6 separate regions of the Mus musculus genome follow, and all the other regions are linked to region 1. The links are chromatin contacts, called in public Hi-C, HiChIP or PLAC-seq and promoter capture Hi-C maps. All regions are on one chromosome and are shown on one strand. Each heading gives the region's core, a stretch centred on a gene start, on an enhancer-like site or on the middle of the called end of the contact. The rest is flanking DNA. Distances are from core to core; before and after follow the strand shown. Region 1 holds the start of Ercc6l2 (excision repair cross-complementing rodent repair deficiency, complementation group 6 like 2). Region 2 holds the start of Prxl2c (peroxiredoxin like 2C). Region 3 holds the start of Cdc14b (CDC14 cell division cycle 14B). Region 4 holds the start of Slc35d2 (solute carrier family 35, member D2). Region 5 overlaps Ptch1 (patched 1). Region 6 overlaps Ptch1 (patched 1).

The links. Promoter capture Hi-C pulls out the DNA fragments that hold promoters and counts their contacts. A called contact is a pair of places that touch in the nucleus more often than the background predicts. HiChIP or PLAC-seq counts read pairs in DNA pulled down with a chosen protein or histone mark. Capture Hi-C pulls out chosen DNA fragments and counts their contacts.
Region 2: an HNF4G HiChIP or PLAC-seq map of pancreatic cancer cells shows a contact between it and region 1. The contact joins the promoter of Prxl2c here to the promoter of Ercc6l2 in region 1. A contact is called at or near these places in 5 of 484 Hi-C or Micro-C datasets (CD4 T cells, erythroblasts and muscle stem cells), 2 of 115 datasets of contacts at active chromatin or transcription factors (memory CD8 T cells and pancreatic cancer cells) and 1 of 9 other capture datasets (liver).
Region 3: a contact with region 1 is called in an HNF4G HiChIP or PLAC-seq map of pancreatic cancer cells. The contact joins the promoter of Cdc14b here to the promoter of Ercc6l2 in region 1. A contact is called at or near these places in 1 of 39 promoter capture datasets (neural stem cells), 1 of 115 datasets of contacts at active chromatin or transcription factors (pancreatic cancer cells) and 1 of 9 other capture datasets (adipose tissue).
Region 4: a promoter capture Hi-C map of adipose tissue shows a contact between it and region 1. The contact joins the promoter of Slc35d2 here to the promoter of Ercc6l2 in region 1. A contact is called at or near these places in 2 of 39 promoter capture datasets (macrophages and neutrophils), 1 of 484 Hi-C or Micro-C datasets (CD4 T cells), 1 of 115 datasets of contacts at active chromatin or transcription factors (effector CD8 T cells) and 2 of 9 other capture datasets (adipose tissue and liver).
Region 5: a promoter capture Hi-C map of embryonic stem cells shows a contact between it and region 1, with 2.3 times the contacts expected there. The contact joins the enhancer-like site here to the promoter of Ercc6l2 in region 1. A contact is called at or near these places in 13 of 39 promoter capture datasets (the 3T3-L1 cell line, 3T3-L1-derived adipocytes, the C10 cell line and 8 more), 2 of 484 Hi-C or Micro-C datasets (cerebral cortex and embryonic stem cells), 5 of 115 datasets of contacts at active chromatin or transcription factors (cardiomyocytes, embryonic stem cells and stem cell-derived neural progenitor cells) and 4 of 9 other capture datasets (adipose tissue, liver, macrophages and 1 more).
Region 6: a contact with region 1 is called in a Hi-C map of uterus, with 4 times the contacts expected there. The contact joins the enhancer-like site here to the promoter of Ercc6l2 in region 1. A contact is called at or near these places in 15 of 39 promoter capture datasets (the 3T3-L1 cell line, 3T3-L1-derived adipocytes, the HPC-7 cell line and 10 more), 2 of 484 Hi-C or Micro-C datasets (cerebral cortex and uterus), 6 of 115 datasets of contacts at active chromatin or transcription factors (the 230-238 cell line, cardiomyocytes, embryonic stem cells and 2 more) and 3 of 9 other capture datasets (adipose tissue, liver and pancreatic islet).

The regions. Positions count from the first base shown.
Region 1 is chr13:63,812,634-63,817,028 of GRCm38.p6, reverse strand. It overlaps Ercc6l2 (excision repair cross-complementing rodent repair deficiency, complementation group 6 like 2), which reads right to left and starts at 1,789. Exons shown (of 19, transcript NM_001013608.3): 1 at 1,512-1,789. The coding sequence starts at 1,554.
Region 2 is chr13:64,310,065-64,314,459 of GRCm38.p6, reverse strand. Prxl2c (peroxiredoxin like 2C) reads left to right here and starts at 1,750. Exons shown (of 6, transcript NM_025370.3): 1 at 1,750-1,967; 2 at 2,125-2,193. The coding sequence starts at 1,776.
Region 3 is chr13:64,272,318-64,276,712 of GRCm38.p6, reverse strand. Cdc14b (CDC14 cell division cycle 14B) reads left to right here and starts at 1,725. Exons shown (of 14, transcript NM_172587.3): 1 at 1,725-2,122. The coding sequence starts at 1,963.
Region 4 is chr13:64,127,155-64,131,549 of GRCm38.p6, reverse strand. It overlaps Slc35d2 (solute carrier family 35, member D2), which reads left to right and starts at 2,220. Exons shown (of 12, transcript NM_001001321.3): 1 at 2,220-2,364. The coding sequence starts at 2,243.
Region 5 is chr13:63,504,737-63,509,131 of GRCm38.p6, reverse strand. Ptch1 (patched 1) reads left to right here. Exons shown (of 24, transcript NM_008957.3): 24 at 1-804. Among named protein-coding and RNA genes, the nearest start is that of Ptch1, 59 kb to the left of the region's middle. Within about 2 kb of position 1,896, at least 6 of the 459 cell types and tissues checked have an H3K27ac peak or open chromatin away from gene starts, as enhancers often do.
Region 6 is chr13:63,523,062-63,527,456 of GRCm38.p6, reverse strand. It overlaps Ptch1 (patched 1), which reads left to right. Exons shown (of 24, transcript NM_008957.3): 16 at 168-310; 17 at 2,329-2,512; 18 at 4,177-4,395. Among named protein-coding and RNA genes, the nearest start is that of Ptch1, 40 kb to the left of the region's middle. Within about 2 kb of position 1,731, at least 14 of the 459 cell types and tissues checked have an H3K27ac peak or open chromatin away from gene starts, as enhancers often do. A contact at or near this core is called in uterus, where this site is marked.

The sequences.
Region 1 (4,395 bases), core at 540-3,039:
CCGCCTGCCTCTGCCTTCCGAGTAATGAGATTAAAGTCGTGTGCCACCACGCCCGGCTATAAGCTGAATTTTTAAGTGAAAACAAATTATTGATCTAGTGAGATAGCCCCTAAAAAACTCATAGACATAAACATAATGGCAAAAGGTGCTTTGGAAGAAGAGAACAGAGTGCTATGGAAAAGAAGTATTGGGAGACACATTTCAGAAAAAATTTTCAGGTAGACCTGTATGTATGTGGAAAACACCAGGACATCTTTTATGGGCACCTTTGTACCTGAGTTTGGGTTATTTCTAGAACCAAATAGATAAAGTTGGAGTCAGGAATAATGATTCTGTTACTACAGAGATTGGAACTGCTGATCAAGGGAGGACTTTTCTCTGAAAGGTAGGACTGGGGGTATTGCTCCTAATGATTGGGATGCCTCTCTCAATTCCAAAGTGCCTTTTTTGTTTGCTTCCAACATAGGAAACATACTTCCTTCTTGGACACTCTTGAGTGATCTGTTCTTCCCATCAGCAATTTTCCCCCTAAAATACCAAAAGTGACTAAATCTTCTAATAGCATCAAGGAACAAACATAGCAGTCCCATCACTGTCACTTAGAAGATCCACCATTTGCCTTTAGCAGTCAGATTCATAAAGGCATTTCTATTTGTGGGCCCTTAATTATGACATGACCAATTTTTAGTCCTACGAGTTCAAGGTTTGTTGCTTACCCTGAAATTAGCATTGAGCACCTGCTTACTTTCATGAGATATCTTCCTCAAAGGAAGAGCAAGATTTACCCAATGATTCCTGGGCACAGAACACTCAGTTGTAAATCTGTTCTGTCAGGGCTTGAAGGTTGACTCCATCTGTAAGCCAACTTGCTGCTAATACTGCTGACCTGGATTCCAGCCTCTGAATTCATAAGGAGAACTGACTCACCCAAGCTATCCTCTGACTTTCACATGCCTGATGCACACATATACACAAAGTTTGTAATCTGTTATATCAATCAATTTTATTAATAAAAGCTAGAGGGCAAGTCTGCATCCCTGATGGCTTGTGAGATAACTGCACTTTCAAAAGCTCTTGGTGATCTACTAGAGGCAAAATTCTGCTTCAATACGCCATGTAAGTGAACTAAACTAAATAAATAGGCCTTTGATCATCTACCTAACAGATCCCTGCTATTGACTAATAACTGGCATATACAAAGACAAAAATGACATTTACTGAACGCCAAGGGTCAAAAGTGGAGTCACTTGCATCTCATCTCATCTAATAGTCACAAGAAGCAATAGTCCTCGTTTTACAGATGAGGAGTCTGTTCCCACTGCTCGGCGAGTAACTGTGAGGGACAGCACTAAATTCTTTCGTCCAGGCGGCTGAGTCGCAAAGCCGAGGACTTCCCGCGGGGCAAGAGTTCGAAACCCGCAGCTGTCAATCACAGGAAGCACGCGGGAGCCGCTTCCGGAAGTGCCCTGAAGACGTGTGCCTGCGCAGAGGCGCGAGCTCGGAGCTCATACCTTTGCGGGAGTCTGCGCGGGACTGCGGGGCGGAGATGTCCATCGGGCTAGGGGCAGGCACCCGGCAGCCCCGCCGCTCTCGGCGGCGAGGAGAGCACGGCACGTGGGCCGGCTGCCGGGCATCGCCCGCCCGGAGCGGGGGGCGCTATGTGGGGCCTGACGCGGCGGCGTCACCTCAGCGACCAGCCAACGCTCGCCAGAGCCCGTAAATCCCGCGAGAACGAGCGCCTCTGCGCTCCATCGCTCGCCTCCCTCCAGATATCGCGAGAAGATGGACTAGCCTTTCAGCGGGCGGAAGCGGCTTCCCTTCCAGACGAGGTCAGCCTCGCGCAGTTCGCGAACGTCCCAAATATCGCGAGATTTGGCATTAGTCGGCGACCTCGACCCTCTTCGCTGAGGGAGTCCACGACCTGAGGTGTGTGACATCCTCCCAGGGCGGAAAAAGACAGTGTGAGCCCTGCACAGACCATTGACACTGTGGTGGCCTTGTCGTCTAGGAGCTTCAGGAGGCGAGCCTTAAGAGGGCGTTTTCTTGGGTTTGCCTACTTTATCGTAACTCACTCGTGCACAAACAAGGCAACCCCTGGGGTTCGGTTTTCTTCGCCATCTGAGAAGAGCAGCGACTGTGCCTCGCCCTGAGAGAGAAGCACACACCACGCAGCCTGCTGCCTCCAGCACAGCGTTCTGCGCACGAGCTGAATGGATTTTGCCTGTCCCAACATCTCCTGAACAAGCTCGTGAAGCCAAATGTATTCTTCATGTCGAATTCTTGTGATTTTTTTTTTTTTTAGGCCACTGTGCCTGTGTACGGGTCTCGTAGAGCTAAAAATCCAGAAGTCAGAGAAATTGCATTCCTTCCTAGAAAGTGGAAGAATCTCCACTCCTTGGCTTGACCTCTTTCTTCAAAGCCAAGGATAGTGCATTTCCTGAGCCTTCCACAATGGGTTTGGGTTTTGGGGGGGTTTGTTTGTTTGTTTGTTTGTTTGTTTTGAGCTCACCAGAATAATCTTATTTTCAGGTGTACACTCATAACTACATCAGAAAAGGCCCCTTGACATGTAAGATAACATGTATGGGTTCCTGGATTTAGAGACACAAATTCCTCTTGGGGATCATTATCCTGCCTACTGGAGGATCTTATTTGTATATACTATATGCCTATTCAACAAAGAGATCTCCATTCTTTGCAGATACTACTAAGACTAGTAGACTATTTTCAAAGGAGTGCTATATTAAGAGTGTCACTTGTTTGCAAAGCAATAGGAAAAGCTTTATAAAGAGAAACATTTAGGAATATTGATTTAGCTAGTAACAACAGCCTGAATAAAGGGGAGTAACTGCAAAAAATAAAGAGTTAAATAAATTTTGGGGGGAGGCAGGGATTTTGAGACAGGCCTTCTCACTGCGTAGCCCTAGCTATCCTAGAACTCATTCTGTAGACCAGGCTGGCCTTTGCCTGTTGGTTTAAGATGTAAGGCCTTACTGAAACTACAAGTGATTTGATAAATCCAAAATAAACATTGAAATGAAAGAAATCACCTTGTTAAAGGAATATCCTTCTAGCTAACAAGACGACTCCTCACCTTTGAGTGTCTCTTATGTAACTGCATTGCCATGATTGTCCTGTTTAATGAAATGGGAACAGTCATAACATGAACATGTCTTAAAGGTTAAGCATCCTGCCCTTAGGGTAGCTTTTGTTCTTGTCGGTTGCCTGTCATCCTCTTGTGTGGATGCTGATGTTGTAAACCTCCAACACTAGGATGCCAGTTACTTCAAGGTGAAATTGTGATATATTTCTGAAGTCAGTATAAGTGTTGTTGGATTGACTATATTGCATGCAAAACCACTGACAATTGATAACACAGCAAACATTAAGACAATTTAGACTACAAAAATATAACTGTAGTATAGCATGTTTGATATGCATGAGACCCTAGGCTCAACATCTAGCACCCAATAACAGTCATGATAAGCATTTCAAAAGAATTTTACTTGGATGCCAAAGAGACTTTTAATATAATTAACCCTGCAATACTTTATTAAAATTGGTTTCTACTTATGTTCACAACATAAAAGGCAAATATATATTATGTGATAAATCTTTAAAATAATGGATTTATTGAGTTCGAGGCCAGCCTAATCTACAAATTGAGTTCCAGGACAACAGCCAGGGCTATACAGAGAAACCCTGTCTCGAAAATGCCAAAAAAAAAAAAAGGATTTATCAAAAATCTCATGAAAAACAATAGGTATGAAAACATAAGAGTGTTAGGTGAGTTTGGGTTGTAGCCTTTCTTGATATATTGTTAGATATAAGGTAGATGGAAGAAGATGTTAAGTAATAGTAAGAGAAAAGAAATGAAGTAGATCTATATCCTTTGCCAATAAGTAAATTAAATGTTAACATTTACAAATCAAGGGTTGGTGCTGTTGGTAGATAGAGTACTTGTCTACCCTGCATGAAAACCTTGTGTTCAATCCCCAGAGTCACATAAACAGAGTGGTGACAAACACATGGGATATAGAGGCATAAGGATCAAAGTTTAAAGTCATCCTCAGCCACATAGCAAGTGTGAGGGCAGCCTGAGATATATGGGGCTGTGTCTCAAACGAAAGGTCTTGTGTGTGGTAGACATGTGTTCTATCACTGAGCTATGTTCCCAGCCCTCCTGACTTACTCTCATATGATGTCTATAAAATAGTGTTCAGAAGAGATTTTTAGATTTGAAAAACTAAAGCTGTACTACTTTGATGTAGTATTTTATCTCATGTCAGATAATAAGCCTGAAAATTCTACAGCTAAACAAGAACTAGTGTCAGAAGATGGTTTGGTCAGTAAAGTGACCTGAAGTCAGATTGCCAACATCTGTACACAAAGCCT
Region 2 (4,395 bases), core at 501-3,000, 500 kb before region 1:
AACTCTTCCCCAGAGTTCCTCTCTCTCTGTCAGATGTCCCATCTTCTAATCATGCCTCAGCTTTTTATTGACAAGTGATACTTCCACAGAGTACATGAGATTATCCCTACATTCTACAGTTAAAGTGCTTTGTTTATTAGAAAGAAACTGGGTCAGGACATAGCTCTGCTTACCTACTGCCAAGCCTGACAACCTGGATGCAATCTCTTGTGCCCCACGTGATGGAAGGACAGAACTGACTCCCACAAGTTGTCCTCTGATCTCTACACAGGTAGTGTCACAATGTGCCCACATGCGCACATACAGTAAGTACAATACAAATTCTTAGACAGAGGAATACAGAGCTGACTGAAGTAAAAATGCAAAATTTGTTACCGAGATCAAAGGTTGACTCAAATAGAACCCACCTACAGGATAGAAGCCTTAACTGTGTTAGGAATTCTTTCTTGTATGCACTCTTTGTGCGTGCTTTATTTGTTTCTGTGGTCTCCTTTGAAGAAACAGGCATAGAAGGGACTTACTGCTCTGCCTACAATGACTGGTCCTGATTACTGAGGAGAACAGGGGACTAAGGAAGTGTCTGGAAAACAGGCTGTCCCATAGAATGTTTAAAGACAATGGAAATGAGTTTGGTCACTGTATCGGGTAAAGACCCACAACCAGCTGAAGTGGCTTCTCTGGGAAAAGGGAATACAGAATGGGAAATGTAAGGCGGTGATTACAAATGCCAGGTGCTGGGCCTGGGAGATGGCACTGTAGATAAATGCACTTGCCATGAGTTCAATATTTGGGATCCACACGATGGAAGCAGAGAGCCAACTTCCAAAAGTCCTTCGACTTCCACACACAAGAGGAACTTGTATATACCCACAAAGAGACAACACACACACACACAAAATAAATAAAATGTAATTTAAGTTTTATTTGTTATTTTTTTTTTTTTTGAGACAGGGTTTCTCTGTGTAGTCCTGGCTGTCCTAGACCTGTCTTGTAGACCAGGCTGGCTTCGAATTCAGCCATCTGCCTGCTTCTGCCTCCCAAGTGCTGGAATTAAAGCGTGCACCACCACAGCCTCAGCTATTAATCTAAAAATTTTAATGAACTGTTATTTTTAATTTCTTCCTCCCCACCCACTCCTCCTCTGTCTCTCTCTCTCCATTCCTCTGTCACTCTTTCTGTGTGAGTGCAGATGCCTGCAGAATCCCCAAGAAAGTGTCAAGAGTTACAGGCAGTTATGAACATTTGATGTGGGAACTGAGAATCTAACTTGGGTCCTCTTTCAGAGCAGTAGGCACTCTGAACAGTGCCTACTGTGGGTGCCAGAGTATCAGATACCCTGAGACTAGAGTTGTGAGCTGCTATGTGGATGCTGGAAACTGAACCCCCTGGTTCTCTACCAGATAAGCCAGGGCTGTTAACCCCTGATCTATCTTTCCAGTCCTTCTTCAGCATTTCCTGTGTTACGACTGTAAAGAATATGATTTTTATTGGAAAGTGTTGTAGGCAGTAGAAAGAGGGAGTGCCTCAGCCGCACCTCCCATAGCACTGTCCCCTCCCTTGGTATTCAAACTGGAAGAACGGTTTGGAGTGTTTTCCTTCTGTAGCTCCGTAGCGTCCCTTGTGGCCACGCCTCCGAAGGGTCGGCCCCGCGTGGCCCCGCCTCCAGTCCCCTCCTCACCCTCGTGACCCCGCCTTTCCAGTCTCAGCCCCGCCCCTCCCCCTTAACCCCGCCCCCCGCGGTCGGTGGCTGACCTGAGCGGTCGCCCTCCTCCGCGATGGCCGCGCCGGTGACGCGGCAGGTCAGCGGCTGCGCAGGCCGGGTCCCGAGCCCGGCTGGCTCGGTCACAGAGCGCGGGCAGCCGCTAGCGGCCGCCGTAGCGGAGCTGCCCGTGCTGGACGCGTCTGGGAGACGGGTGACGTTCGGAGCGCTGTTCCGAGAGCGGCGAGCCGTGGTGGTGTTTGTGAGGGTGAGCACGGGTAGGGCGGGAGGGGAAGTGCCTCTCGTTGGCCGCCCAGATCCTGGGCCGCGGCGGGTGCAGCACCTCGCCTGGAACCGACCGCCCGGACCTTCTGGAACCTGGCTGCTACCTTGTTGACGTGCTCTTCTGCATGGTTGCCTTTCAGCATTTCTTGTGTTACGTCTGTAAAGAATATGTCGAAGATCTGGCCAAAATCCCCAAGAGCGTCCTCCGAGTAAGTTTCCCGAGTGAGCAACAGCGGCCGATGCAGTGGGGGTGAGCTGTGGGTGGGTGGCCCCTCCTTCATCCTCTGGGGCTGCTGAGACCCACGGGGGTCTATTTCTGTCCTAATGCGCTCTTTTGCGCCCTCTTGGGATCGGACTACCATAATTTTACCTGGTAAAAATGCCTGTGTCAAAATGTTGCGTAAGAACGCAAAAAATCAAAACACAGACAGCAACTGTGTTTACAACCCAAATAGTAATCCATTATAGGAAAATGTAACGTATATTAAAAGTGCAGCTTTGCGTTTTTCTTCAGTCGCCAGAAGAGCTTTGTAACTGAAGACACTGGGCATTTGTAAAACTAAGATCTATTTTCAGCACACATTTACAGGATGAGTGAGGAAAAAATTAAAAACTTCTGCCTGCCCTTCTATTCCTTTTGTTTATAATACACTGAAGCATCTTTGCGTTGTAAACATTTTTAATATTGTTGGCATAAGTTACTCAGCATAAAGAGAAATGGGTCTCGTGATATTTTCATACATGCCTATTCTGTTATTATATGTGGTCACCCCTTCTTGCTGCTTCCCTCCTCCAGAGCCACACTGGTCATCTTTGTCTTCTTAATATTCCTTTACCCTCTCATTCCCTCATGCATCTAGACCTCATCCTCACAACACCCTTTCTACTCTACATAAATATGTGCATATAAACTTAAGCCTAGTTCTGCATGTGAGAGAAAACAATACTATATTTGTCTGTCTGTGGCTTGTTTGACTTGGCATAATGTCCATTTCCACTCATTTCCTGCAGTTCATAAACATTACCTCATTCTTCATAACTGATTACATTTCCCAGTGTGTGTGTATGTGTGCGTTTATGTGTGTATGTGATGTGGGGGGTTGTTGTTGTTGGGTTGTTTGGGTTTTTTTTGTACATGCATCTGCTGGCAGATACCCACACTGGTTCTGTATTGTGAATAATGAAGCAATAAACATGATGTGTATGTGCTTACAAAGAACATATAAAGATTATTTTATTTATATGAGTACACTGTCACTGTCTTCAGAAACACCAGAAGAGGGCATCCTATCTCATTACAGATGGTTGTGAGCCACTATGTGGTTGCTGGGAACTGAACTCAGGACCTCTGGAATAGCAGTCAGTGTTCTTAACCATTGAGCCATCTCTCCAGCCCTCACAAAGAACATTTAAAGTAGATGGCTTTTGGTGATTTTGGAGTAGCACATTACTAGTAACTGTGTCACTGTGCTGGACAGCACATTTCTAAAAGGATCCCTCTTGCTCATGTCTCCCTGAAATTGTACCCTTTGAGCACGTTTCAGTGTGTTCCACCCCCTTTCTCCCAGCCCGTGGTAGCCACTGTTTTGTTCTCTACTTCCATGAGTTATAATGTTTGACTCCGTATGTATTCCGTGTGAGGTCATCCAGTGTTTGTCTTTCTGTCCCTGGCTTATTTCACTCAGCAGAATGGCCTCCATGTTTTACAGATAACAAAAACAAACAAACCCCTCAGCCAGGCTTGCTGGCCCATGCCTTTAATGCCAGCACTCAGGAAGCAGAGAGAGGCAGGAGTAGCTCTGAAAGTTAGAGAGCAGCCTGGCCTACAAATCAAATCTAGGACCGCCAGGGCTCTTACACAGAGAAACCCTGTTTCGGAAAAACCAGAACCAATTTCTTTTTTATGGTTGGATGCTACTTCTTGGGGTACCACACTTTATGCATTTGTCCACTGATGGACACCTGAGTTGCTTCCTCACCTCAGCTGGTGTTGACGGTGCTACGGTGAACATGGAAGTGTGGGGTTTCTTTGGCGTGCTCATTTTAATTCTTTCGGCTGTGTCACCCACAGTAGCAGTTCTGAATCACGTGGCAGTTCTCTTTAAGTTTTGGAAGAACCCTTGTACTGCCCTGATTGTAGAAGCTGTTCAGTTCATTCTTACCAGCACCGTGTAAAGATCCTCTTTGTTCCATGTCCTCACCGATACTTCCTTCTGTTTGATTAGTAGCATCTCTCCTAGGGTGAAGGAATACCTCATTTCTGTTTTCATGTCTCTAATGATAAGCGATGCTCAACAGTTTGTGTCGAGAGTGTACAAATTTGTGCACGTGGGTGTACAAGTTTGCACATGCATGTGCGTGAAGGCCAGAGGGTAAACCACAAGTGTTGCTCCTCAGGGGCTATTCGTGGT
Region 3 (4,395 bases), core at 476-2,975, 460 kb before region 1:
AAGGTGAGAGAAAAATCAACTGACGTATGGAAAGTACTTGGCTGTTAGACATTCAACTAAGCCAGTCTCAAAAAGTAACGAATGTGGGCCAGGAATGTGGCTTGCTGGGGTAGATCATTTGGTCCAGCACAAGCAAGGGTTGAGTCCCAAAAGCTCAAAAAAAAAAAAAAAAAAAGGAACATACTAGACACACACACACAAGAGAGAGAGGGGGGGGAGAGAGAGAGAGAGAGAGAGAGAGAGAGGGAGAGAGAGAGAGAGAGAGAGAGAGAGAGAGAGAGAGAGAGAGAGAGAGAGAGAGAGAGAGAGAGGGAGGGAGAATCCAGTAAGGTGCCTGCAGTGGCTCACACCAGGAATCCCAGCACTGGAGAGGCAGATGCCATTTTCAGCCCAGTCTGGGCTGTGTAGTGGAACACTTTCTTCCATGTAATCCTATGGATTATAGTGGTGGTTAAAAAAAAAAAAAACAAACCAAAAAAAAAAAAACTTTTCATAAAATTTCTGATTGTGACATTTGGTGGCCCTTCTACTGTGAGTCCTTGGAACCGTGTGAAGGACTTTCTCTTCCTGGGCAAAAGTTTTTGCTAACACTACAGACATTTTAAATGTAAGGCCTTCGTTGATGTCCTATGGAAACCCGAAAGGTGAACAAGCAGGTTCTTAAGGGCCCCTGGCTAAGGAAAGCCAGTCCCATATCTTATCTTTTCCGAAGCAGCAGGCTTAAGGTAGGGCTTCAAAACAAAAGAAGCCTTCCCTAGGGGAAGGAACTTCGTGAAATCTGCATTTCTGAGAGGTTCTTTGGGGGAGGGGAGGAGGGACTGAAATTTATCCCTCTGACTCTTGACTTCCCTTTCAGACTAAATCGCTGTTGACTACAGTCCTGCCGATGGGGACTTTGGGACTACCGACTGCTTCCAGTCTCCTCGCCCAAGTAGATGCTACCGTGAAGCTGGGCTCTTCAAAATGGCAGCTATGGTCAAGTTCCAGAAAGATCTGATATCTTTTTAACCCAGTAGCAAAATATGGGGCGGTACCACTGCAGACCCAAAGGAGAAAAGGCCGTTTGCTCAGCTGGCCACATGCTCCAACACTTCGTGCTAAGTCGGACCGTGGCCACCTCGGCTACCCACAGCGAGAGCTAGCGCGCTCCTGGGTTCCGAGGTGAGGTGTCGGAAGGTTCAAACCACCGCGGTAAATCGCATCTCCAGGTGGTTTCACCGACGCTAAGAAGCCCTTATCGATCCGATCCGATCGGATAGGTGGGAAAACGGCGCTGGTCTGAACTTCTAAGTTCTGAGGTCCACTCTGCCTTGCGTCCACAGAGCTGAGGACCGTTTCAGCAGCCTACACACTCTCCTAGCAGGCGGCCATGACAAGGCTCCCTTGGCGCGAATTACAGGGGAGACCCAAGAAACACTTAAAAAAGAAAAAAATTCCATCTCAAAGATCCGAAGTGGAGTTATTAGGGTAGGGTTGTGCAGGAACTCGGAGACTCACTCGAGGAACTGGGGACTGAGGCGTCAACACCTGGACACAAGAGACAAAAGTTAGAGGGGTCCCACCAAGGGGGTCGCCAGCACGCTTTCTGCCCGATTGGCGGAAGCGCTCAGACTTTTCTTTATGGCGTCACCGAGTACCTGCCTGTAGGAAGGCTCCAGTTGCGTGACGTCACGCCGCACTGACCAATGAGCGGCCCGAGCCGGTAGGCCCCGAGGAGGGTTGTGGGCCCTTCTTTTTGTGAATGAAGCTCCACGGAACATCCCTCCTGGGGGTCCCCGGGAGCCGCGGCCCGCTGAGCTCGGACGCCACGGCAGCAGCGTCCCAGGGAGCGCGCGCTTTGCTCCAGCCACCGGCCAGCGCTGTGGGGCCCCCGGGTCGCGGGCGGCGGGAGACGCAGCGCGAGGACCCGGGCCGGGTTGCCGGGCCATGGTCGCGGTCCCCTGACGGGCCGCGACCGCCTCCATGAAGCGTAAGAGCGAGCGGCGCTCGGCTTGGGCCACCGCGCCCCCCTGCTCACGCCGCAGCTCGTCCTCCTCTCCCGGCGTGAAGAAGAGCCGCAGCTCCACGCCGCAGGAGCTGCACCGCCTGGAGCAGCAGGACGACCTGTACCTGGACATCACGGGTGAGCCCCGCCACACCCCCACGAGGCTCGCGCCTCCTCGAGCCTCTAGTCGCCCGTGCGCCCGCGGTAGCAACTTTACCGGAGATGGGCCGAGGGGTCACTCCTGCAAGTGAGTCCGGCCTCGGGAGCGGGGCGGCTCTGCCCTCGAACCCACCTCATCGCGGGATGAGCCGGCGCGGTTGTTCCCACGCGAGTCCGAGCCTCTGCTGAGTCCCGCTGGTCTTTGCTGTCCCGAGGGCCCAAAGCCTCGCTGAGCCTTAGCAACGCGTGGGATCCGGCCCGAGCCCCCGGCCGTCCGACACCCCCCCCCCGCCCCCCACGCTGTCGCGCCCTCTCAGGCCTCCTGAGGGATCTTTGCCCTCCCTCTCGTGCCTCCAGAAAGGTGTCACGTTGATGGCGTTTGAACCACCAAGCGTGCTAAGAGCTCAGAGGTGTCACTTTTGAGAAATCCCCGCCAGCCGGAGCGGGTAGAATAGCCGCTTTCGAGGGTGATTTTTTTTCTTGGTGTCTCAGTTCTTGAAGACGAAAGAAATCCGTTTTGGCAGCCGCTCGGTTTGCTGGGGTTGATAGAGAAGCCAGAGCTTTGCCTTCGTTGTACTGATGTACGTGGAAAAGCGTTGTCAGCTGCATAGCTGCCTGCGCGGTTGAAGGAAGGTGCCGCGTTTTCTGGGGCGGATGGTGTCCACCTCTTGGTGGGGTTTTTAGAAAAGGTTTCCAAGACTTGAACTTGGACTTTGCTAGGTGGGCTCTCGATTGGTGACATTTATTTATTTAGGAAGTGTTTAGACAAACAAATTTAGTAGAAAGTATATTCTAGATTAATGGGCAACTAGAAAGTAAGACCGGTTTTTAAAGGAAGCTGAGAGGAGAGGAAAGGGTTTTTTTTTTTAGCGTTTGAAGGAGGAAGACGAAGGACTTGTTTTAACTATAGCCCCTGACTAGTGTCTGCCCAGGTCTACCGGTGTGTGACCCTGAAGGAGGAGACACCCTTGCCCGGGTTCCTTCCAGAGACTTCGTGCTGGTTGAATCTGCACATTATTTCTGCTCTTTTTTTTGTATGGGGCAAACTTATTTTCGTATAGCTCTAAATTGTAAAGATACACAGAGTATACTGAGAAAACTTTGTGGCAAAGACAAAGAAGTGCCCCCTAAATGTAACAGATGTTGCCAAGTTCTCGTGAATCTTTCCAGAAATATCCTCCACTGGCACACATATGTATCTATTCTTTGCAAACCCATGCAGGATGGTATACGATTGATTTTTGCATTGCTCTGCACGGTACTTCATAGCAGAATGCTAGCCTCCAATTGATGTGTTCAAAATCTCATTTGATTTTAAATGCTTTGTAAGCCAAAGGGTGTGTGGCTTTAAAGGGTTAAACTATAAAAAATGTTTATGGATTTAAACGCGTTTATAGTTTTAAATGTTTTATGAACATTTTAGGCAGTTCTCTGTTGAATATTTAGGTGATTTTCAACAAGAAAAATTGTAAGGCTGGGTGTGGTAGCCCATGCCTTTAATTCTAGTACTTTGGAGGATCTTTGTGAATTCAAGGTCAGCCTTGTGTACTTAATGAGTTCTAGGATCTATGTAGAGAGTATCTTGTCTCAAAACAAAAAGAAAAAAATTGTAAGATTTAGGCAGTTCTCAGTCAGAAAAACTGTTAGTGGATCTGAAGCGAACATTCAGGGCCTTTGTGCATGCTAGACCAGCTCTTCAGCTCTGAGCTAGGACCCACCAAAAGAATATTGACCCCAGGCGTTGGGGGAAATCTTTCTCTTTCGTGGGGATAAAGTGTAACTTGGCAAGCCTTCCTGAGGAAGTCATCAAAGAAATAATGTTTAAAAAGGTCAGTAATACTGAAGGCGCTTGTGCATTTTATGCACAAAATCAAAATACTCTCCAGTTACAAGCCTTGATAATGGAGCAATCCAGACTTAGAGCAAGATGCTGCACTAGCTCCAGGGGACAAGGCTTGCAACCCTTCAGTGAGTAAATTCAGTTTCAAGAAAGGAAAGAAAGAAAGAAAGAAAGAAAGAAAGAAAGAAAGAAAGAAAGAAAGAAAGAAAGAAAGAAAGAAAGAAAGAAAGAAAGAAAGAAAGAAAGAAAGAAAGAAAGAAAGAAAGAAAGAAAGAAAGAAAGAAAGAAAGAAAGAAAGAAAGAAAGAAAGAAAGAAAGAAAGAAAGAAAGAAAGAAAGAAAGAAAGAAAGAAAGAAAGAAAGAAAGAAAGAAAAGAAAAGAAAGACAACCAAACAAGAAAAACCCAAGACAC
Region 4 (4,395 bases), core at 971-3,470, 310 kb before region 1:
GTCTCTCCTTCCAACGTGTAGGTTCTAAGGATCAAACTCAGGGCTTCAAGCTTGGTAGCAAGTGTCTTCTATACTTTGCTAACCTGGTTAGCAAAGATGAATGAGGTTCTGGTGTAGTTAATATTAAATATTGCCAGCCCTATCTCAGGTCTTAAATTAGGGTAATGAGTGGAGATTTCCTTTTATTCAAGGGTGTGGTGTTTAGAATCATCCTTCGAAGGACCCATTAGGTTTTCTTTTCACCTGAGTTGTTTTTGGTTGATCTTTCAAGGTTTCCCTGCCCTGATTGTCAGGTCCAAAGAGTACCCCAGTTTCCCTCAAAAGGGCACTGATCAAAAGGGCACCAAAATTGAGTCTAGGCCCAACTCAACCTGGACTATAGGAGGATTTTGGCAGTAAGATAAAAGCCAGCATTCCTCAGAAGGGACGTGTGGCTCCATTGACATGTTTCTGTGATGCATAGGCCTCCAGGCTCCCTCAGTCTCTACCTAGTCTCCTGCCTGCCATGTCCCCTCCAGCTCCTCATCCCCTTTATAACCTGTTACTCTCTTTTCCTGTTCTCTTGCTCTCTCCTAGTGCTCTCTATGTTCTGTTCTCTCTCTTGCTATCTCCACTATCCCCTCCCACTTCCCTGGCCATGCCTAGACTGCTTGCAAGTCCATCTTCTTTCTTTTTTTTTTTTAAAGATTTATTTATTATTATATGTAAGTACACTGTAGCTGTCTTCAGACACACCAGAAGAGGGAGTCAGATCTTGTTACAGATGGTTGTGAGCCACCATGTGGTTGCTGGGATTTGAACTCTGGACCTTCGGAAGAGCAGTCGGGTGCTCTTACCCACTGAGCCATCTCACCAGCCCCATCTTCTTTCTCCTTCTGCTCTGGGTACTTTTTTTTTTCTTCTTTTTTTTTTTTTTTTTTTTCGAGACAGGGTTTCTCTGTATAGTCCTGGCTTGTCCTGGAACTCACTCTGTAGACCAGGCTGGCCTCGAACTCAGAAATCCGCCTGCCTCTGCCTCCCAAGTGCTGGGACTAAAGGCGTGCGCCACCACGCCCGGTGTGGGTACTTTTTCTTAACCTACAACACACCTCAGTGGTACATGATGGAGAGAATGGTCATGTTGGCAGTTTTCTGTGCCCCTTCAATACCCCCAATGCAGAACACCCAGAAGAGATACACACAGATGGACCGGGGACACCTCCATGTTCTCCTATCCAAACCAAGCCGCTGATCTCCCCTAAGCTATGGATTGTTTGTTTCTGCTGGCATTTATCCAACTGCCAGGAATCTTCCCATGGTCCAGGTTGAGCTGGGCCTATACTCAATTTTGAACCAAGTCAGTGAGCCTGCGCTTTGGCCACGGAATGAGGAGCCCTTTGGACCTAACACTGGTGTGTGCAGTCAGAACTCAAAAAAACACTATTTTGGCTGTGGAATGCAAGTTAATACTGATCAAAGTGCAATACATCTGAACATGAGAACAAACTTGAGAGTCGTTCTACAGCTTTGAGCTTTTATTCACAAGAACCAGGGATCCTGGGGCTGCTGTCCTAGGGAGAAGTGGGCCTTTTGTGAGGGAGGCCTGAATTTACCAAAAGTGTCCAGAGGAAGAGAAGCCGAATACATGGCATTTATGGTGGATGCCAGTCTTAGGCATTTATGAACGAGAAACAGAAGCGTTCCGCACGAGCACTTGTCTTGAAGTATGCCTGGAAGCATTTTTAGTAATAGTTGTAAATTGGGAATTACCATCATGCCAACCACCGGGGTAGATGGGGGCGCTCTGAACACACGCAGGGAGGTGTAGCCCAGCACCACAGCTGATACACCCTAAGTACTCAGGGGGACTCTTGCCCTTTGTGGGGATGTTGTACTCAGATTTACGTGTTTGCTTGGTTCTGTTCATTTGTCAAGAACGCATCTGTAACTCACTAATCAGGCGCGTCCCGTAGGACATAAATTATACTTTTTAAAAACAAACAAACAAAAACGGAAACGAACCTCAGCCTTTCTGGGGGTGCCGGCTAAGGCAGTTTTTCGGCTTTCCCGGGAGGTGGACACCTCCAAGGAGAGAGCGCACTAGAAGCACCAGTGCGTGGTGCGGGGGTGCGGGGTGCGGGGTGCGGGGCGGGCCGTGGTCGGAGTTCGCGCCCAGGCTCTTCCTGTTCCTGCCGCACCCTCTTCCCGGGCCGCTGGGGGCGGGACCGCGGGCTGGGTTTGGGCCGGGCGGCGGAGGGCAGAGATGGAGGAGCCCAACGCGGCGCCGTTGCCCTCTCGCCTGGCCAGGCTGCTGTCGGCGCTCTTCTATGGCACATGCTCCTTCCTCATCGTGCTGGTCAACAAGGCGCTGCTGACCACATACGGGTGAGGCTGGTTATGAGGGATGCAGGGTGGCCGGGGCTTGGAAAGCCGAGTGTGCTCTGCCTTTACCAAGTCACTACCCAACAAAGTCCACTTGGGATCAAGAACATACACCAGCTGAACTTAAAAGCCACCTTTGCAAGCATTAAGTAAGTTCAGCAACTGAGAAAAAAGTGACGACTTATTTTAAGACAGGCATTCATCAGATAGTTCACGCTGGCCTCGAACTCAAATCCTCATGACTGAGCCTCTCTAGTGCTGTTATTACAGGTTACAACATCATAAACATAAATGTATTTTGAGCAAATCATTACCTTTTAATCTTCGTGGTGTTTTTGAGACAGGATTTCATGCACCCCAGGTTAACTTCTGGACTACCTAATAGTTTTCCTGTCTCCACCTTCCATGTGTGACACCACACCTGTTTTGTACAGAGGAAGCCACCCAAGGCTTTTCATTTTCACTGAGATACATCTCCAGCTCCAAGCAAAACAAACGAAACAAAACAAAAATGCATGTTCCACCGATTACATCTGGACTTGTGTGGTTTGTTTATATAGGCTAATCATCCATTCTCAAATAACCATCGTATTTCTGGATAATCAGAACAACTAGAAGTTTACAAGATCAGCTTTTTTTTTTTTTTTTTTTTTTTTTTTTTTTTTAAGATCAGAGTGGAATGCACCAGCAACTCTGTGCTTCTTTGAACTTATTTGTAAAGACTATAATAATATCCTATTTAATTCTACTCTGTGGTTGAATCCGGAGAGAACTGTGGTTTTAAATCTGGCCCCAGGGGTGATTGCTCCCTGGCCATACTTAGCATTTTCCTTAGATGCAGAACCTAGCTGACTATAAGCATGGTATTAACCTCCTAGGGCCTTGCCTGAGCTGCCACAACCCAGGGCTCTTTGTAAACCCCACAGTTCTGCTTTTTTTTTTTTGTCTTATATTTGGGAAAACTCAGATCCATATCGGGTCCACAAGTTGTAAGTCCAACAGATACTATTGAGTACCTACTATGCTGATCCCATGGTATGTTGTGGAAAAAATGGTATAGACCATGTGGAACATCTTCGATGGAAGTTCTACTTCAACAACAAACAGGTTCAAGAACTGATAAAGCATTGCAGATGTGACCCAAGAGAGAAGAGGGTCAGAGGTTGGGGCCAGAACATCAGGCAGAAGAGAGCAGCAAGAGCTTGGCTTCCTGGAAGAGCAGAGAGAAAGTCAACTTGGCTAGATGACTGGAAGGGAGTGACCAAGTACCAAGAAGACCCCCAGGAGAACTTTACAGGAGGGCGGGGACAGAGCCTTCATAAATTTAATGACAGTGTGTGCTCAGGATGTGACAGCCATATTCTCAGGCACATAGGTAACTGAAGTGAATAGAACAGGTAAACAAAACAAAACGCCTTAATTTCACATCCTAGTGTACCAGCAATAAGCCATTGAATGCCATTGAATGTGTGTGTGTGTATAGGTCAGAGGACAACTTTCAAGAGTCAGTTTTTTCCTTCCACTGTGTGGGTCTCAGGGATGGATTCAGTTTGTTAGGCCTGGCAGCAAGCCCCTTTCCCCACCAAACCATCTTCAAAGCCTAGTATTCATATGGGTTTGTTCACAGCTACCTATAACTTCAACTCCAGGGGATCTAACACCCTCTCACAAGCAAATGAATAAAAATAAATATTTATGAAAAAAACCCCACAAACAGTATGCTAAGTAAAATGAATATACACTTAAGCCAGTTAATACATATAGTATTAACATATAGTATGTACATAAAGTGTGAGGTCATAACGGAAAAAGAAAATGTCAGGGTGGTGGTGAGGCTGTTGGTAGTGTTTGCCTAGCATGCAAAAAACTGGATTCAATCTCTAGCACTACACAGTAGTGGACACCTGTCACTTGGGAGGTGGAAGCAGCAAGATCTATCAAGTTCAAGGTCATCTTGAGCCATCAGAGACCTTGGTTCAAAGTAAAATAAAATGCAAAGGGGCTGGAGAAATGGCTCTGTAGTTAAGAGCATTG
Region 5 (4,395 bases), core at 647-3,146, 310 kb after region 1:
AGAGCTGGCAGGAGACTAAAGTCAGAGAGTGTGTGTCTCTGTCTGTCTCTCTCATAGTTTTATTTTGTCTGTATTGTTTGTTCATTTGGATGTTTTAATTTGTAAAAGAAAAGATCTTTGCTGATATTTATAATTTTGTATCATAAGAATGTCCTCCAGAATTTGTCATGCCAGTTTATAACAAGAAGAAAAAATTGCAGGGATTTTATTTCTATTGGAAACACTTATTGCAGTTATGTTTTACTTTTGAACAGAAGTTTTATTTGTATAGAGTGCTTACTAATGTTAAATAGTTCAGAGTATATAACATTTACATTAAGGACTCATGGTAGGTTTTAGTGTAAGGAGTTTAAAGGAAATAAATATTCAAACTGGGTCTCGTCTGCCAATTTGGGTGGAAATGAGTTTGTGTCACTTCAATTACAAAGATGAAAGTATGCCATATAATTTATTTATATGAAAATTTATTTTTGTAGTGTACATAGTAGTCATCAAGTCTTTCGACAGAAGTATATTTTTAAAGAATTTATATGTGATGAAATCCATAATGTCTGGAACTTTGCTGAGACATGGGTGTGAGGACACGTTTCGTTATAAATGACAGCAAGGGAGAGAAGAGAGTATGTTTTAACAGTGTTAGGAGAGTACACGTGAGCAGTGATCCATGTGATTGGAAAGTATCGGTGTGAACATGGTGACCTAGTGCGGTTCTCAGATGAAAATGTACAAAACTCTCTAAATATTAATGTTCAAACACTGATAGAAATTCTAACATGAATAAAGATAATATAACTTGTTGGTTTATGTGCTTGTTTCTAGAATGTTTCTTAAACTACATATACACAAGAAGTTCCAGGCCGTCTGTTCGTTTCTTCTTGCTGGCCTTACGGAAGCTGTTTTATGTGTATTTTGTGGACACTGGGGAAGTCACCTAATGACTCTTCTGAGCGTTCCCTTTTCTTACCTTTCTATGTAGGCACGCGGGAAGTGAATACAGCCAAATTCAGTGTAAACACAAGTGACCCCTGCAAAGGTCAATCAGTGGTTGGTTAGGAGTGACAGTTACTCTTACAGAGAGCCACTCAGAACTGTTGCCTCACGCTCCAGGGGATCTGATGCCCTCTTCTGGCCTCTACTGGCACCTGCATACACGTGCACACCCCACACACAGACACACAAAGAGACACTGACTTAAAGTTGAGAAGTTTTTTAAATACAATAGCATCACCATAGTTGAGAAGTTTTTTTAAATACAATAGCATCACCATAGCTGATGACATAGCACTAACTGACCTGGTACAGCTGATGATGGAGTGCTCACTGGCCTGCTACAAGGTGATTTTTTTAAAAAGGGTTCAGTGATGTGATTTCATCATAACCTCATCATACATGAGGAAAACATGAGTAGAGATTAACACCCGTTTCTCCTGATCACCTGTTTTTGTGATTGTAAATATATGCTCCAGAAGACCTGGAAGCTCAAACCATTCTAAGCGCGTGTCCTAGAGGGAGGATCAGCCAGTTGTAGCCAAGACTACCTCCTGGTTTTGTGTGGATTTGTCAGGAGACAGCCATATCTGTCTATACGCACCATTCATGACTGTTTTCACGCTATAGTGGCAGAATTGTGTGGTGTGCAATAGTGATTGACTGACCTGCAGACTGTTGAAATACTTGCTCTCTGGTCTTCAGGAAGAAATCTGCCAGGTCCTCTTAAGGCAAGGAAGTGTTGGGCCATTGCTACTCAAGTGTGGTCCTTCAGTCAGCATGCCTTAGAAGCATGCTAGAAAACCCAGAGTCCAGTGGTACTGAGAGTCAGGGTTCTGTGGGAGAGAAACCCAGGAGTGTGCTCTTAAGAGTAGGAACAATTTGTAAATTCCTCCAGGCTAATGTGGCCTTGGCACTCTGTGACTCAGGCTGAGTGGCCAGAATCTGGAAATAACAGAGCAGTCCCGACTCTGCTGTGTGGTCTTTCCACAAAAACACATGTTCGTCTGTGGGAAAAAGTTGAGACCTGTAAACCTCACATTTGTGTCTGGGAATCTCGGCCCAGGAACTCCCTTCCCAGTGTTGTGTCCCACACGGCTGTGAGCAGGACCTCAGCAGAGGCTATGTACCCCTGATATAATAGGCAGGGGATGAGGGACCTCTGTCTTCCCTTCCTGCCTAGAGGCTTTCCCAGCATCCAATTGGCCAACTGAGGGCAAATCCCTTGAAACTTTGGAATCCTGTGTCATCTATAAACTAAATTAGAATAAATGTTCTCTGAGGGTGATGTCTGAAGGTCAGAATGGTGGTGGAGTCACTGGGTGAGTGAGGATGGAATCAGCCACATCCCATGTACTTTACAATGACCCTGGGCCTGAGTTTGCATCTCAGGGGTGCCTGGGATCATTGTATAGAAACCCAAGAGGCAAACTCACACCCTACAGTGAGCTCCAGCTGGGCCAGAGGGATGGCTCAGTAAGAAAGGGTTTGCTGTGCAAATATGAGGACCTGAGTTCAATCCCCAGGATCTAGGTAAAGCCATATACCAGCTGTATTTGTAATCTCGATGTTGAGGGCTTGCTGGGCAGCTAGCCTAAGTAATCACTGCCCCAGGCCACTTGTTATAAAACACAAAGTGAAATGTTGCTGAGAAACAGCCCCAAAGCACATGAGAATCAAATACTCAGTTAATTACCTCCATAATAGAGACAGTCTAGGAAAGAAGTTAAGGGTTACCTTTTCTTCTGATAGAAGTGCTGATAGATCTGTTCTTAAGCCTTTCTGCAGTGAGTGTCATAAACAATGCTAACTTGGTTCCAAATTCAACTCAAGGAGAATGTAGACTTTCTAAATCTGAGCATGGGAAATATTACTAGCATTAATTAGAACCCGGACTGAGAGAAGCTTTTGTTGAGACATGCTTTGTCCCACAAGATGATGGTTGATCGCCATCCAGTTTTAAGGTTTGTTTGTTTGTTTGTTTGTTTGTTTGTTTTTCCCTATTTTGGTTTTTGGAGACAGAGTTTTTCTATGTAGCCCTGGCTGTCCTGGAACTTACTCTGTAGACCAGGCTGGCTTCGAACACAAAGATCAACTGCTAGTTTTATGTTTGTTTGTTTGTTTTTAAATGTTTATATTTACTGTGTGTGTGTAGATCAGAGGACAACTTATGGAAATCAGTTCTCTCCTTCCACCATGTGGACCCAAGGATAAAACTCAGGTTGTCAGTCTTAGCAGCAGGTACCTTTATCTGCTGAGCCATCTTGTCAGCTGGTTTATATGTCTTATAATTAATGTATAGCTAATAAATAACTTCATTTTTAATCACAGCCTGGGATAAAATTTTAATTAAACTGTGTATCAAGATCTACCATCTTTATTCAATACCTAGGTAAATATAACCCCTCACATTCTTTTTCCTCCTCCCCCTCCTTCCCTGTCTCTTCTCTCTCCCTCCTTTCTCTCTCTCCCTCTCCCTTCCATTCTTTCCACATCATTTATACCACAGCTACTAGAAAGCTCCAGGCCTCTGAACTCCAGGCAGCAACCATGCTGATACAAAGACGGTTGCTTTGTTTGAGTAACTGACCTCCCAAAAGAAGAGATGGAGGTCTCCTTGTCATCTGAAAAGACCTTTTGCCCAGATGTTAATTGCTTTTAATGAAGGTTGTACGTGATGAGAACATACACTGTAAGCTTGAGTCTGTTTTATCATTCAACACAGCAGTAGTAGAGGATGTGTTGGCCACCATTTTCTGCGTAGGTGTACTGCCAGGAAATTAGAACTGTCATCATGAACCTCTTCAAGGGATACCCTGGCCTGTTCAGATCATGGAACTCCAGCAAACAGAGGGCTTGAGGCTCTGTTACAAAAAGAATGGTACCCAATGTAAGTGACCCAGAAGGCACAGCTGGGATGTTCCCATGTGATATGACTACTTTGACATGAAGTCATGGCATCTCTGTAGGAATTCCTCTTGAAGCAAAGGGAACGGAGCTTACAATCTTCAGGTGTCTGTGCAGCCTGCGGATGCATCCTTGTGTGGCCAGGGCAAGCTCTTCATAGGGTCCAGAAACAGATCCACAAACTTAAAGCATGAAAGCTTTTTCATGAGGTTATTTCAGAGGGACTGAGCGACTCAACTGTGTGGCTCTCCAGCGTGAACTTTAGAGATGATAATGTCATATTGCAATGTCAAAAATCTGAACACACCGCTAAAGAGAACCACCGCTGCCAAGACACAGGGGCGTTCCTCCCCTTTTTAAGATAGAGACCTCAGCAAGAAGCCATGACTGTTGGCAGAAGTCTGGGAGGTTCTGTGACACTCCGTTTTCCTGGAGAGTGTTATCTTAATTCATCTGAAGGTACCAGCATGTGATGTCAGAGTGCACAGCAAGGGCAATGAA
Region 6 (4,395 bases), core at 482-2,981, 290 kb after region 1:
CTTTTGATTAGCACCACAGTTCATTCACTAGCAGATCAGGAGTCCTTCCTTAAGTGAGAGAAAACTGCAGACAAGTCGCCTACCCTGCCTCCTGTCCTCAGCCTAATCCCTCTGGACCAAAGCTCTCAGGCCAGGTTTTAATGTGTTGCACATGTTTCTGTTTCTAGGACTTCAGGATGCATTTGACAGTGACTGGGAAACTGGGAGGATCATGCCAAACAATTATAAAAATGGATCAGATGACGGGGTCCTCGCTTACAAACTCCTGGTGCAGACTGGCAGCCGAGACAAGCCCATCGACATTAGTCAGGTATTCCCGATGTTTCAGGACACTGAGCAGTTATTACATCTAGGCAGCTGACCCATGGAATAGGGCTGGCAGTGTATAATCCCACCTTGTGTCCCATGAGAACCTGAAGTGATAGGAGATGGTAGGAAGAAGCTTGAACTGGCTCTGAGCTAGCCAGAAAACTTCCCTTTCCCTGCCTGTCAAGCAAGAGGAGGGGACAGACAGGTGTTGCCTCTAACACAATAGCAATGGGCAAAAATACAGTATGTTAACACTGTGTGCTTTTCCCAGTGGTGGGAAGCACCAACCCATACTGGGCTTTCAGAGTTTATTGAACACTGAAATATGTGTTATATGAAAATACATTAGTATAGTGGTCTCAGTTATATTCAGACATGGGATGGTGGGTTTATTGGAGAGCAATCATTTGAACAGAGGTTGGGTAGGTGGGTGGCTTAGAAGATGAGCAAAGTCACTAGAGGTTGAGGATGGATTAGTTATTTAATGCTTTCTGGGGTCAGCTTGGCCTCAGCAGTAGATGTTGAGTGTAGGTGTGGGCAGCTACCTGCTCTTGAATATAGCAAACGTAAGCAGGCGTAGAAGCATGCAACCTCCCCATGCAGCTCACGCCACAGTATGTTGAAAGCTGTTCTTTTGGATAGTATCTTGTATTCAAAGTACTTGGATTCTAGCATATCCCATTTGGTTTCCTCAGGGGTTGCATTTGCACCCTGGATTTGGGGTGAGTCCCAGGCCTCTTTGCTCTTGGTAGTTTCCTATCCTCAGGCAGAAAACATCTCGTTAATGATCTCCTTGTCAGCTCTGCATATTGTCCTCTCTCCCTTTTGCTGGCACTAAAGGTGACAGATTTACAAAGTACATTGTTCAGAGTCATTGTGGAGTGTGAGGTTTGATGCTTTATAGTGGCGTGCAATGAGCTGTCGGGCCTGACAAGGGTACGGCAGACCAGCCTGCCTGAGAGGATAGCAGGGACGGACTGAATTGGAGTTAGAGATCAGGGAATCTGTGGGACGCCTGTGGTGGGGTCCAGGCACTGAGATATCATTTCCTCTCCTGGGGGAAAGAAGAGCACGCTGCATACGTAGAGGCCAGGAGCTGTGCTATGTAATTCCAGAGACAGTCTGAAAACCTACAGTTGTTAGAGATCCTGTGGATTAATTGAATCCAGATCCCTGCAGTCTACTCTGCCTGTCTCTCCCCCACCCCCCCGCCCCGCCCGGTCTCTTCCACGCTCTTTATTCCCCCACTCTTTTCTCTGTGAACTCCTGTCACTGGTGTTCGTTAAGAAAGACCAAACGTTGGAAGGAGGCCTGGGTCTAAAGTAAACAGGAAATTTTTTTGATGTATCTACCATATATATAATCCACACTGTGTCTCGTAGTGGCTTTGACCCAGGCAAAGCCCACAAGACCTACTGTAGAGGGAGCAGATGTGGCCACTGAATCTGACCAAGGTGCAGAAGTAATATTCCTCAGAAGGGCCCTGGCTTTGCATCTTTGTTTTCCTGTTCTGGCAATGGGCTTTTTTTTTTTTGAATACACAGGTCATCAGAGGCTGTGTTAGCAAAATTTATACAGATGCTGTTTTATTTTATAGCTCCCTCCATTTACTGGGTGGTATTTCCTTCAGTGTTAACAACAGAGGTTAACTGCACACAGACGTGGATAGGGATGCTTGCCAGGTTCCCCCCGTGCCCCTCCTATAAATATGTTTTTCCAGATTGTTCATTCCCCGCCTTGGCTGCAGACAGTCTCTTTTAGCATTCAGATTTAATTGCTTCAGCCAATTCCTGGGCCATCTGCGGAACCGTGTGTTTGCTGTAAACACACTGGTGATTGCATCCCCCAATAAGTGTATTTTGAAAGACATCAAAGGTATTCTTGTGGGACTGGGGCACTGTGGAGGCATGGGTATTCTACTGCTTGTTGGAAATGTGGGTACAAAGCCTTGCTCTCCCAGCAGGAGTGTGTTTACCCCACAGCCCGCCCTGAATGACCTCTGTTCTTTCCGTTTTGTAGTTGACTAAACAGCGTCTGGTAGACGCAGATGGCATCATTAATCCGAGCGCTTTCTACATCTACCTGACCGCTTGGGTCAGCAACGACCCTGTAGCTTACGCTGCCTCCCAGGCCAACATCCGGCCTCACCGGCCGGAGTGGGTCCATGACAAAGCCGACTACATGCCAGAGACCAGGCTGAGAAGTAAGTAGCACTCCCATCCTGAGAGGCTGGGAGCTCTTGGAGGCTCCTTCAGTCACTGCCTGGAGCTCAGCAACAGCCCCATCCGTTGACACTACCCAGGGTTCAAAAGTGTAAATAGAACAATATATTTCTTTTGCTTTAAAACTCTGGGAGACAGATGAGGGTGTGTAATGGAACACAGCCCTGCGCTCTCACGTTGAGAAGTGAGCGTTTCTAACCCCCTTTTGCAGCTCTAACTCCAGGCATTTCTCCTGATGCCAGCTGTTCTGTGTGAAAGCTGAAGATACCTCCACATCGAGTGTTATTTTACTATGGCCGAGTTTTATCGCTAGGGATTGTGTGTTTATCTTAACTTTGTCAACTGTGGTGTTGAAGGGATTTTTGGCATGTTGGGTCATTTCTATAAGCCACCAAGCACCTGTGCTCTGTCAGAGCTGTTTAAACTGGAGAGGAAAAGTCTGTATACATCCGTGCTCTCCTCTTCCCTCCCTTCACCTCTAAGCCTGGGGTTTGAAAGGTGGCTCTGTGTGGATTTAATTTGCATTTATGTTAGAGATGTTAGTAGCAGCATATGCTTTGGATATTGGGCCAAGAGAAGACATGAGAAAGAAGACGGGTCCTTTTTGCAACCAGGGCAGGCAGCGGTCTGAACTCCCCTGTACCTAAACCCCAGAGCCTGGTGGCAAGCAGCCAAGGCTTGTCTTAATGAAAATTTATAGTTGAGATTATAATAGGGCAAATCATGTTTAGCAAGTCAACTGAATGACCCCAAAGGGTGTGGAACACACAAGGGCAGTAACTAAATGCTTGTTGTGTGAGGATTTCTTCCCCTGTTGCTGAAGACTTAGCATTGCATTAGAGAAACAGAGAAGGTTTAAGTTGCTAGGTCACTAAAGGACAAGAAAGTGTAGTATTTTTTTTTTTCTGCAAGGCACGACTCTGGGATTATTTTGGTCAAGGAGAACAGATTGATGTAGGGACAAAAAAAGCATTTCCAACTTTTAAGTCTCATGGCATTTAGACCTCACAAATGGTAGTTGCTTTGGGGATAATAAAACCAAAGCCTTAAGGGAAAAAAAAAAAGCATATCATAGCAGATCATAGAGGCCTTCCTCTGCCCACCCAACTCGTACCCCCTCCCCACCGACCCCACCCCCACCCCACCCCACCTCACCCCCGCCACTACCAAATAAAAATCAAAGGCTCAAGAGGTGGCTCAATGCGCTAACCAAAGAAGCATGAGGACTGGCTTTGAATTTCCAGAGCCCACATGAAGCTGGGTGTGGTAGCGTAGTGGTAACCCCAGTGCACAAGGCAAAAGGAGAAAGGGGGGGTAGGGGTGGGAAATGTTCCTGGGATTCCAGAGCCAGCTAGCCTCAAATATGCAGCAGCAAACAGCAAGACACTTTTTACAGGGAGTTAGGAAAAGATTGACATCTCAGATTGTCCTCTAACCTCCACGTGTGTGCCTGAACACATGCGTGCGCGCGCACACACATACACACACTGAGAAATTTTAAACTGACAGGGAATATTGTAAAGGCCCAGAACCATTTATTGTTTGTTCTTTTCATGGACTTTTGAGAAGTTCTCTTCTCTTTACCTCACACCCAGTGTCTGTCTTCACCGGGGTCCCCAGCTTACCTCACTTCTCCTCTCTCCAGTCCCAGCAGCAGAGCCCATCGAGTACGCTCAGTTCCCTTTCTACCTCAACGGCCTACGAGACACCTCAGACTTTGTGGAAGCCATAGAAAAAGTGAGAGTCATCTGTAACAACTATACGAGCCTGGGACTGTCCAGCTACCCCAATGGCTACCCCTTCCTGTTCTGGGAGCAATACATCAGCCTGCGCCACTGGCTGCTGCTATCCATCAGCGTGGTGC